Regions from separate parts of the Pan troglodytes genome. Here all the other regions are linked to region 3. The links are chromatin contacts, called in public HiChIP or PLAC-seq maps. All regions are on one chromosome and are shown on one strand. Each heading gives the region's core, a stretch centred on a gene start, on an enhancer-like site or on the middle of the called end of the contact. The rest is flanking DNA. Distances are from core to core; before and after follow the strand shown.

The links. HiChIP or PLAC-seq counts read pairs in DNA pulled down with a chosen protein or histone mark.
Region 1: a contact with region 3 is called in an H3K4me3 HiChIP or PLAC-seq map of stem cell-derived excitatory neurons, with 2.1 times the contacts expected there. The contact joins the promoter of TROAP here to the promoter of KMT2D in region 3. A contact is called at or near these places in 1 of 7 Hi-C or Micro-C datasets (stem cell-derived neural progenitor cells) and 1 of 1 datasets of contacts at active chromatin or transcription factors (stem cell-derived excitatory neurons).
Region 2: an H3K4me3 HiChIP or PLAC-seq map of stem cell-derived excitatory neurons shows a contact between it and region 3, with 3 times the contacts expected there. The contact joins the promoter of DNAJC22 here to the promoter of KMT2D in region 3. A contact is called at or near these places in 1 of 7 Hi-C or Micro-C datasets (stem cell-derived neural progenitor cells) and 1 of 1 datasets of contacts at active chromatin or transcription factors (stem cell-derived excitatory neurons).

The regions. Positions count from the first base shown.
Region 1 is chr10:46,544,732-46,547,776 of NHGRI_mPanTro3-v2.0_pri, reverse strand. It overlaps TROAP (trophinin associated protein), which reads left to right and starts at 1,391. Exons shown (of 16, transcript XM_016923482.4): 1 at 1,391-1,507; 2 at 2,425-2,639; 3 at 2,894-3,042. The coding sequence starts at 2,899.
Region 2 is chr10:46,520,090-46,522,934 of NHGRI_mPanTro3-v2.0_pri, reverse strand. DNAJC22 (DnaJ heat shock protein family (Hsp40) member C22) reads left to right here and starts at 1,307. Exons shown (of 3, transcript XM_522378.8): 1 at 1,307-1,990.
Region 3 is chr10:46,808,596-46,811,610 of NHGRI_mPanTro3-v2.0_pri, reverse strand. KMT2D (lysine methyltransferase 2D) reads right to left here and starts at 1,756. Exons shown (of 56, transcript XM_063785689.1): 1 at 1,108-1,756.

The sequences.
Region 1 (3,045 bases), core at 142-2,641, 260 kb after region 3:
GGCTGGTGCCTGTAATCCCAGCTACTAAGGAGGCTGAGGCAGGAGAATCGCTTGAACCCGGGAGGTGGAGGCTGCAGTGAGCCGAGATCAGGCCACTGCACTCCAGCCTGGGAGAGCAAGACTCTATCTCAAAAAAAAAGAAAGAAAGAAAAAGAGAAAGAGAGAGAGAGAGAGAGAAAGAGAGAGAGAAAAAAAGAGAGGAAGAAAGAAAAAGAAAGAGAGAAAGAAAAAAGAAAGAAAGAAAAAGAAAAAAGAAAGAAAGAAAGAGAAAGTAAGAAATTTTTTTTCTTTTTTGAGACAGAGTTTCACTCTTGTCACCCAGGCTGGAGAATGCAGTGGCACAATCTTGGCTCACTGCAGCCTCTGCCTCCTGGGTTCAAGCGATTTTCCTGCCTCAACCTCCCAAGTAGCTGGGATTACAGGCATCAGCCACCATGCCCAGCTAATTTTTGTATTTTCAGTAGAGACGGGGTTTCACAATATTGGTCAGGATGGTCTCAAACTCTTGACCTCAGGTGATCCGCCCACCTCAGCCTCCCAAAGTGCTGGGATTACAGTCATAAACCCAGCCGAAAGTAGATGATCTTTTTGTTGTTGTTTGTTTGGGTTTTTTTTGAGACGGAGTTTCGCTCTCGTTGCCCAGGTTGGAGTTGCAGTGGTGCGATCTCGGCTCACCTCAACCTCCGCCTCCTGGGTTCAAGCGATTCTCCTGCCTCAACCTCCTGAGTAGCTGGGATTACAGGCATGAGCCACCAAGTCCGGCTAATTTTTGTGTTTTTAGTAGAGACGGTTTTCTCCATGTTGGTCAGCCTGGTCTTGAACTCCCAACCTCAGGTGACCCCCCTGCCTTGGCCTCCCAGAGTGCTGGGATTACAGGCGTGAGCCACCGCGCACGGCCTGAAAGTAGATGAATTTTAAAGATGCATACAATTAATAAAGATACCTTACGTATCTTTAAATTTTTTTTTATAGAAACAGGATCTTGCTACATTGTCTAGGCTGGTCTGGAACTCCTGGCCTCAAGCGATCCACCTGGGCCATCCAAAGTGCTGGGAAAGACGCCTGTAACCCCAGGCTAGACAATGTAGCCAGATCCTGTCTCTACAAAAAAACACAAAAATTAGCTGGTGGCAGGCACCTGTAGTCCCAGCTACTTGAGAGGCTGAGGTGGGAACTCAGGAGGCCGAGGCTGCGGTGAGCTGAGATCGCACCACTGCACTCCAGCCTGGGTGACAGAGTGAGACCCTGTCCCAAAAATGCATAAATAGTAAAATTAGTGAGAGTGAATGAGAGATGGGATATGTAAAGGGAGTGGGAGGAGTTAAGGAGTAACTCCTCGGTTTCTGGCTTGTGTAAGAATAACTTCTGTGATTGGTGGGGAAAATCCACCAGAGTTCTGTTAAGTGTTGTTCATTTCCTGTCCCCCGTTAGGGGTTACCCCTTCCATCTTAAGCAGGATATTCTAGGATCTCTCAGTCTCACAGCCTTGCCCACCAATAACCAGCAGGTGAGCCCCCTCTCCCCAGACCTCTAGATCTGCAAAAGGCAACCTGGAGGCAAGGAAATCCCCAGCTGTGAGTAGCCATTCAATTCTGGTGCTGTGGTAACTGGGTTCAAAAACAATGAGTCTTGTTACCTACCCGTAAAATGAAAGACACCTCATCAGACACCTCACTGGATTGTGAGGCTCCAAGGAGCACACATATTGTTAGGCTCAGTTCGATTCCCTCCAGCCCTCTCCGCCCGTTTGAAGGCAGTTCCTTATCCCGGAGACAACGTACAGATGTTCTCTCTTTCCCTCTTTATTTTTTTTAAGACAGGGTCTCTGTTGCCCAGGCTGGAGTGCAGTGGCGCGACCACAGCTCACTACAGCCTCAACCTCCTGGGCTCAACACGATCCTCCTGCCTCAGCCTCCAGAGCGGCTGGGACTACAAGCGCGCACCACTGCACAGGGATTATTATTATTATTTTATTATTTTGTAGAGAAACGGGTGGGAGTGGTCTCGCTATGTTGCCCAGGCTGGTCTCAAACTCAGCTCAAGAGATCCTCCCGCCTCGGCGTCCCAAAGTGTTGGGATTACAGGCGCCTGCCACCGCGCCCGGACGCAGATATTTTCTATGGGCATCTGGAATGGCGTCCCCAAAGCTTGGCGCCGTGCTATGGTCAAGCCGGGTCGGGGGCTCGGGCCAGCCTTCAACACCGTTGGCAGCAATCGGAACGATCAACTGTACCCTCAGTACCGCGACCTCGCCCGGTCCTGCCAATGGCCGGCCCCTAGCCGGTCCCGAGGCCTCGCGAGAGCTCCCGTGGCTACGCCTTCCCCGGCCTCGGAACGGCCCCATCCTTCCTCTTTCCCCGCCTCCCAGCGGCGCTCCACTCTCGGATTGGCTGATTGATCCGAGTCAGTTTTTTTCCTCGCCAGAAAGCGGTTCGACAATTGGTCCTTCTTTTGGCCCCTCCTGCGATGCCCGCGGATTGGACGGCTGAGTCTGGCTACGCGGGCCTCCGCGGGAGCGCGACCGGGCCAATCAAGAGCTTGGCGTATTTTACAAACTGAGAAAGTAGCTCCAGCAGTACCCGAGAGAGTCAGAAGAAAAGCGGAGGAAGCTGGGTAGGCCCTGAGGGGCTCTCGGCAAGGTAAGGCACGGGGGTCTTGGAGGGAACGAAGGCTGCTGGGTTCATAGGGAGGAGGACAGTTTGGGGCCCGAGGGCGAAAGAGTAGGCTCGGGGTGTCTGGAGATAGCACCCATAAGAGCGGTCTTGCAGGCGCCGGGGGCTTGTGGGCGCGTGGATTAGGGCGGAGGTATCAGGGATGGCAGGACAGGTGCCCCGAGAACTGGTTGATCTTTGATCTTAGATTCTGCCTGCCTTCTTCCCCTTCTCAATTGTAGCCATCATGACCACCCGGCAAGCCACGAAGGATCCCCTCCTCCGGGGTGTATCTCCTACCCCTAGCAAGATTCCGGTACGCTCTCAGAAACGCACGCCTTTCCCCACTGTTACATCGTGCGCCGTGGACCAGGAGAACCAAGATCCAAGGGTA
Region 2 (2,845 bases), core at 58-2,557, 290 kb after region 3:
AACGTATGTTTGCCGAATTGAAAGGCTGGGACACCGAGCGGCGCAGGGCAGAGGGTCGGAGGGCACAGGCGGGGTAGGAGATGGCCGAGACCGGGTGAGGGCAGAAGCCTCACTCACGGGGGAAGAAGGCACTCGAGGTCGCTCTGAGGACCGCTGGGCTGGGATAGACCACCCATCCCCCGCCGGGGAGACCCGGGTAGTAAAGAACAAGACAGAATGGGACAGGCAGGAAAGTTTGGACCCCACCTACAAGCGCCTCCACCACCCCAGCCTCCGATCCTTGTCACGCTCTGCTGGGGAAACCGAGGCAGCCGATGCTGAGAATAGCCAAAAAGTTAAAAGCGGGGTCAGCGACGAAGCTGGGGCAGCAACCAGAATTCCTGCGTGGGTTTTTTGGATTCCTCCGCCCACGCGGGGCCAGTTTGCGGGTAAATGCACCACCGTGCCCCGCACCACAGCTCAGACCCTTTCCTCTCGCTGCAGTTTGTCAGATCCCCCCACCTCCCACTCTGCACCAGTTTATAGAACAACAATTTGGGGAAAACAATCCGGGCGGAGTGACGGCCCCGTAATTGTGACAAAGTGAGTGCGGGCGGCTGGAGAGAGCGCTAGGCCGGGAGCGCTGCAGGGCGAGGCGGAGGCAGGGGCGCCTCCCCCCGCCCTGCCGCCCCCTCGTTCTTATTCCGGTCACCTCCCATCCCTCTCCTTGACTCTTCAATTCCTCTTCTCCCGGCCCCTCGCGCCTTCCTTCGCTTGTTCCTCCAACGCTCTTCCCTTTCCTCCCGGTAACAGCTCTTCTCCCGCTCCCCCGACCCCGTCGCCCCTCCCCCGGTGCGCTTTTTCCTCGCTCACTTCTCCCCTCTCCTCTGCCCTCCACTCGTTTCTTCAGCTTTTCCTCGCGCTTACATTGCCCTTGGGCCCCTGGCTCTCCCCGCACAATCCGCTTCTCTCCCTCCCCACTCCTCCCTTCCTGAGATCGAACCCTGAGCCCCTTCCCGACCCCCACTCTCTGGGCCGCCAGCGCAGCCCCGCATTTCTGGGTTCCTCGGGCAGTAAACCTGGGGGCGCGCTGCGGCCCCGGGTGCCCCGGCGGCCAGCCCCTTCCCTCTCCCTTGTATGGCTGCCGCCCCCGCCCCACCACCTGAGCCGGGAGATAGTTTGTTTGTCCAGCGGCGGCCGCCGCCGCCCGCGCTGTTTGCAAAGCTTAGCGCGCCGTCGCGCAGTGCGGGCCCAATTAAGTCTCATTCATTATTCAGCGCTCCTGTCCGCCCCCGCCCCCAGCAGTCTGAGGCGTCGCTTTGGGGCCCCTCCCAGCCTAGGCCCCTCAGTGAGCCCTAAGAGGTCATATAGAGAGCAGCATTTCCTCTCCAGGCCGAGATGAGGGCTGAGGGCGTTTGGAGGGAAGCGCTCTGCCTACTGCCGGAAGGTGACACCCGCGAGGCCGACCGTCCCCCGAAGCCCCCGCAAGTCCAGACTGGGGGACCTCGGAGATCCACGAGATTTCCAGAGAAGGAAATTGAGGCCCAAGAAGCTGCATGACTTAGCCAAGTTCACGGAGTAGAACCCGGGATTGGAGCCCGGGACATTGAAATGAAGGCGTCTTGCATTGCAGCTCCGTTGCAGCGCAGAGGCGCAGGAAGGCAGACTACCACGAGCCTCGGGCTGCGGCCTCGCCCTCCTGGTCGAGCCTCCTGCCCTCCAACCCTCTGCTCCCGTTTCTCCCTCTGGTTCATAGCCCGCGGGACAGAGCAGCCCTGGATTGGGAGGCTCCTCAGGTCTCAGGCTCAGGTGCAGAAGCAGAGCCCCTAACTGGAAGGCTCGGAGGTGGGCCGGTGAGGCAAGCAAGCCCTGTGGGGGGTTGAGGACTGCTTGGGTTGGATGTCCCTCACTGCAGCCTGTCCGTGGATGTCTCTGCCTTAAGGGAATTGGAGGTGGAACCATGCAGTCTTGAAGGTCAACGGAGCGTGAAGAGAGGAGCGGGCAGCTTGAGGTGAGGGAGGAGTCACCTTTCAATTTGTAGGGGTGGGAAGAGGTAATCAAGGACGTATTCTTGCATTTACAGGAGTTTATCCTTTTTTTTAGCACTACAGATAGGAGCGTCCCTTGCTCCTGCCAGGCAGCCCCTCCATAGGGGCAGTCCTGTGCTGCTGTGCCTCGGTACCCGCACAAGGTGTCCGGGGACCGCCCGGACCCGCCCTTCCATCGGCGGCAGCGCCACCTGGCGGCCATGGTGCGGTGGTGTGGGAGGTGCTGGGCCCGGGCTGGGCACTGAGCCCACCGGAGCTGCAGGCGTCTGCAGAGCCTTGCACCGAGTTTCCCCGCGAGGGCGGGCGGGGAGGAGTCCCAGGCGGGAATGTGATCCCCAGGGGGCCGGGGAGGGCCCTGGGGAGGAGCCTGGCCTGGGGAAGCCGGACTTCCGTGACACAACAGACACAAAAGACAAAGTCCATTTGGATGGAAGTGGGAGCAGGGCGAGACGGGCCATTTTCACTCTGTGGTCAAAGGAAATGACTGGTCTGACTCGGTCTGGGAGCGGGGCACCCAGGTACGGCCACTTAATTTGGGAGTAGCGGGTGCTGGCTGGTGGTCGCTCCAGATAGAGGGAACACTGGCAGGCACGCTTGGCGTCCAGTTTGATATTGTGAGGATTCGTCCAGCTGCTGTGGAGTGGCTTTCCAAGCCGGCCTCCGAAAGAGGTGGTTGAATTGTGGGGTGCCAAGGTCTAGGTCAAACGAAGTTTTCCAGGATATTTTAATAAAGGGAATTCAGGACCCCTTTCAAGTTTGACCTGTGGGAAAATCTCATGGCCTGGAGAGTTAGGAAGGCAGGAGAGTGGCTAAAGCCT
Region 3 (3,015 bases), core at 507-3,006:
GTGAGAGGGGCAGTCCCAGCCCAAGCAAGGCCCACAGGATTGAGGCTCAAGCTGCAGGCACATACACACCCTTTCTCCCCAATACCTTCTGCCAGGGGTGGAATCACTGGTTTCCAGGAGAAAAGAGCTCTGATCAAGCCATTTCTCCTCCAGAGAGACACAGGCCACCCCATTCTGCACAGTTGGTACAGGATCAGAAAACCAGTTAACAATCCCTGGTCAAAAAAGGGTTGGAGAGGTCTGGGAGGGGCTTGCAGGACTGGCCAGGGACTCATGGGCAGCCAGCTCTCCATACCAGGCCGGGAGAAGGCAAAAGACAAAAGCCATTTTTTGCAGCCTACATTCGCAGGAAGTAAATCTCAACGGCCTCCTCTATAATCCTCTGGAGATTAGATCCATCCCAAGAGGAGGGGAGGCAAAGCAGGCTAAGACAGCACTCGGCCTCACTGGGGTCACTTTGCCAGGCAGGGGCAGTTTAAAGTTGAACAGCAGAGCCAGAACTGCCCCAGCCCCGCCTCCTTCTTGCCCCAGCTACCCCCTTCATCACAACTAGTCAGTTTCCACACACTCTCCCTTTGCCCAGTGAAAGAAGGCCTGGTGAAGGATCTGGGGTTCCTTGAGTTTTCCAGGGACTGCTTTGGGTGCCCAACTCGGTAGGAACAACCTTAAAGTCCAACTGGCATAAGTCTGACCTGGCAGTGATCACCCTCCCCCACCATCCCAAGTTGCTCTGTCCCAAGGCCCACAAGGAACCCTGAAGGGAGAAGCAGCAGCCTGGGATTGGTGCTGGCATCAGGGCCCGGGTCCTAGTTTAGTCGAGCTCCCCCAACACAAAAATAAACAGGCAGAGAGGCTATCTGGCCAGGTTCCCAAACTCCCGTGGTTCCCTGAACCCCCAGTCTTTAAAGAGGCACACCCCAAGACACCAGGCCTCAGTTCTGCCCTGGTGACTGGCTCAGGTTCCCTTGACAGACCCTGCCAAAGGAACGCTCCCCAGCTCTGGCACCCCCTTCTCCAACCTAAAGGCCAGCTCCGGCTAAGACAGTCCATCTGGCTGTGCCCCCAGTCCAACCCTTTCTGGGCCCTGGCCGGGCGGACTTCACTCACCTCTTCACAGGGCGATCCAGAAATCCTCATCCGAGAACATGGCCAGAGCCCGGGCCGCTCCCCGACCTCCAACCGCCAGAGCGATCACAGCCGCCCCCCGCACGGGGGGGCTTAGGGGGGCCAAGAACGGTAAATCCAGGTCGGAGTGGCCACCCTCCCCCCACAAAAAAACAGCAAGAAGCCAAAGAGGGGTTCTCTGCCTCAGGTTCCAGCAGTTTAGGTTTCCATGGACAGCCCCAGGGCGGCGAATCCCGAGCGGACACAAAGAGAGCACCGGTGGCTTTGATCTTGGGCGAGCAGGCTCCGCATCCGCGTCGCCGGGCGGCCTCTCAGTCCTAGGGCCCGGCCAGCGCCCCGGCCGCCCGCGCCGGGCTCGGGCGGAACGTCGAGGCTCTCCAGATGGAACGTCGAGGCGCCTCCCCAGCAGCCCGGAAGGAATGCCGCGCCGCCCCGCGCCTGGCCCGGATGGAACGTGAGACCCTCGCAGGAGCGCCGAGCCCCTCTCCCCGCCCCGGCCGGCGCCCGGGGCCGCGCGAGCTACGGCGACGCGGGGCCGGCGGGGCCGCGGGGCTGAACCTGACACACACCCAGCGCCGGGCTTCTCGACCCCGAGCGCTCACCCTCGGCGGCTTCGAGCCCCCCACCTTCTGCTCCCCCCGGGGAAGGGAGGAGGCTAGGTAGGCGAGGAAGAGGAAGGGGCGGGCGGTGCGAGCCCTCTGCCCGCTCCCCTCCGGCCGCTCCAGGCCCTGCGCTCGCCTCCCTTCCCCTCTGGCCTCGGGAGCTGCCCCGCCCCCGGCCTGGCCGGCTCTGGTCGGTGGCACCCCCTCGACCCCCAGCTGACTGTGATCGCAGGCGGCCTAGAGGTGCATGGCCCAACCCCGGCTCCCGGCACCGGGGGGTCAGGAAACTGAGCGGAAAGTGGGGAACGAGGCAGCCATTTGCAACCGGAGAGGAAAGTAGTGCAGCGCGGCGCCGCTCCGCCTCCCCCCCTCCGCCTCCTGTTCGGCCGGTAGGGTGGTTCCTGCGAAGGGGCTATTTCCTGGCCCAAGAGCTGGGCAGCGGTCGTGAAGATTCGTGAAGCCTTCGGCGCTAGATCCGGGGGGGCCTTTTGCCCGGGGCACCCCACTCGAGAGGGGGAGAAAGGAGAAGAGGCGGCCCTATTTTGTGTTGGAGCGGAGCGGCGGAGGGATCCCGCCCTCTCGGAGGAAAGGCTGTGACTCTGCAGTTCTACGCACACGCTGCGGGATCCTTCCGCTCCGGGTTAACCCCGACCGCGCCGGGCCGGCAGCAGGGCAGACACGTGGGAACGAAGCACCCCTCCTCTCCGCCGCGGCCCTGGAGCCGCCTCATTTACCGCCCAGGCCGCGAAACTAGGACTCTGGCCGCTGTCTAATTCCATACCCTTTGCAGTCGTTGGTCCCTGAAATTCCAACTGCCCCTTGATTTGGCCAGGGGCAGTCTTTCCCGGGAGGGGGATGGAAGAAGAGCCAGGAGATTGGCCGCTGCTCAGCATCCTGGGAACTGGAGTCCGCAAATGGAGAAAGTGAGGTACGGCGCCTGGCGCTGCAGAGGGTGGACTCTTGCCACGTTTGGGGACCCGAAGAAAACTGGACGAGTCCCTAGTCGTTCCTCCTGACTCCCAGTCCCCCGTGTGAGGAAGGACTGTCGGTGCCCACACAGTCACTATACACACCTCCCCATCGAAACATAAAGGTAGAGCCTCCCTTTTCAGGGTGCCCCCACTCCCACCTCCAGTCCTTCCAGATATTCAGTACCCGTGTCCCTTTTTTAGTAAACTGAGGTAGCCTCGCTGCTACCTGGCCGGAGTACTGTCCTGGACAAGATCGCAAAACATACTCTTTGCAGGCACCACCCCCCCCCCCCACCATAAGTCTGGATGAGAAAACA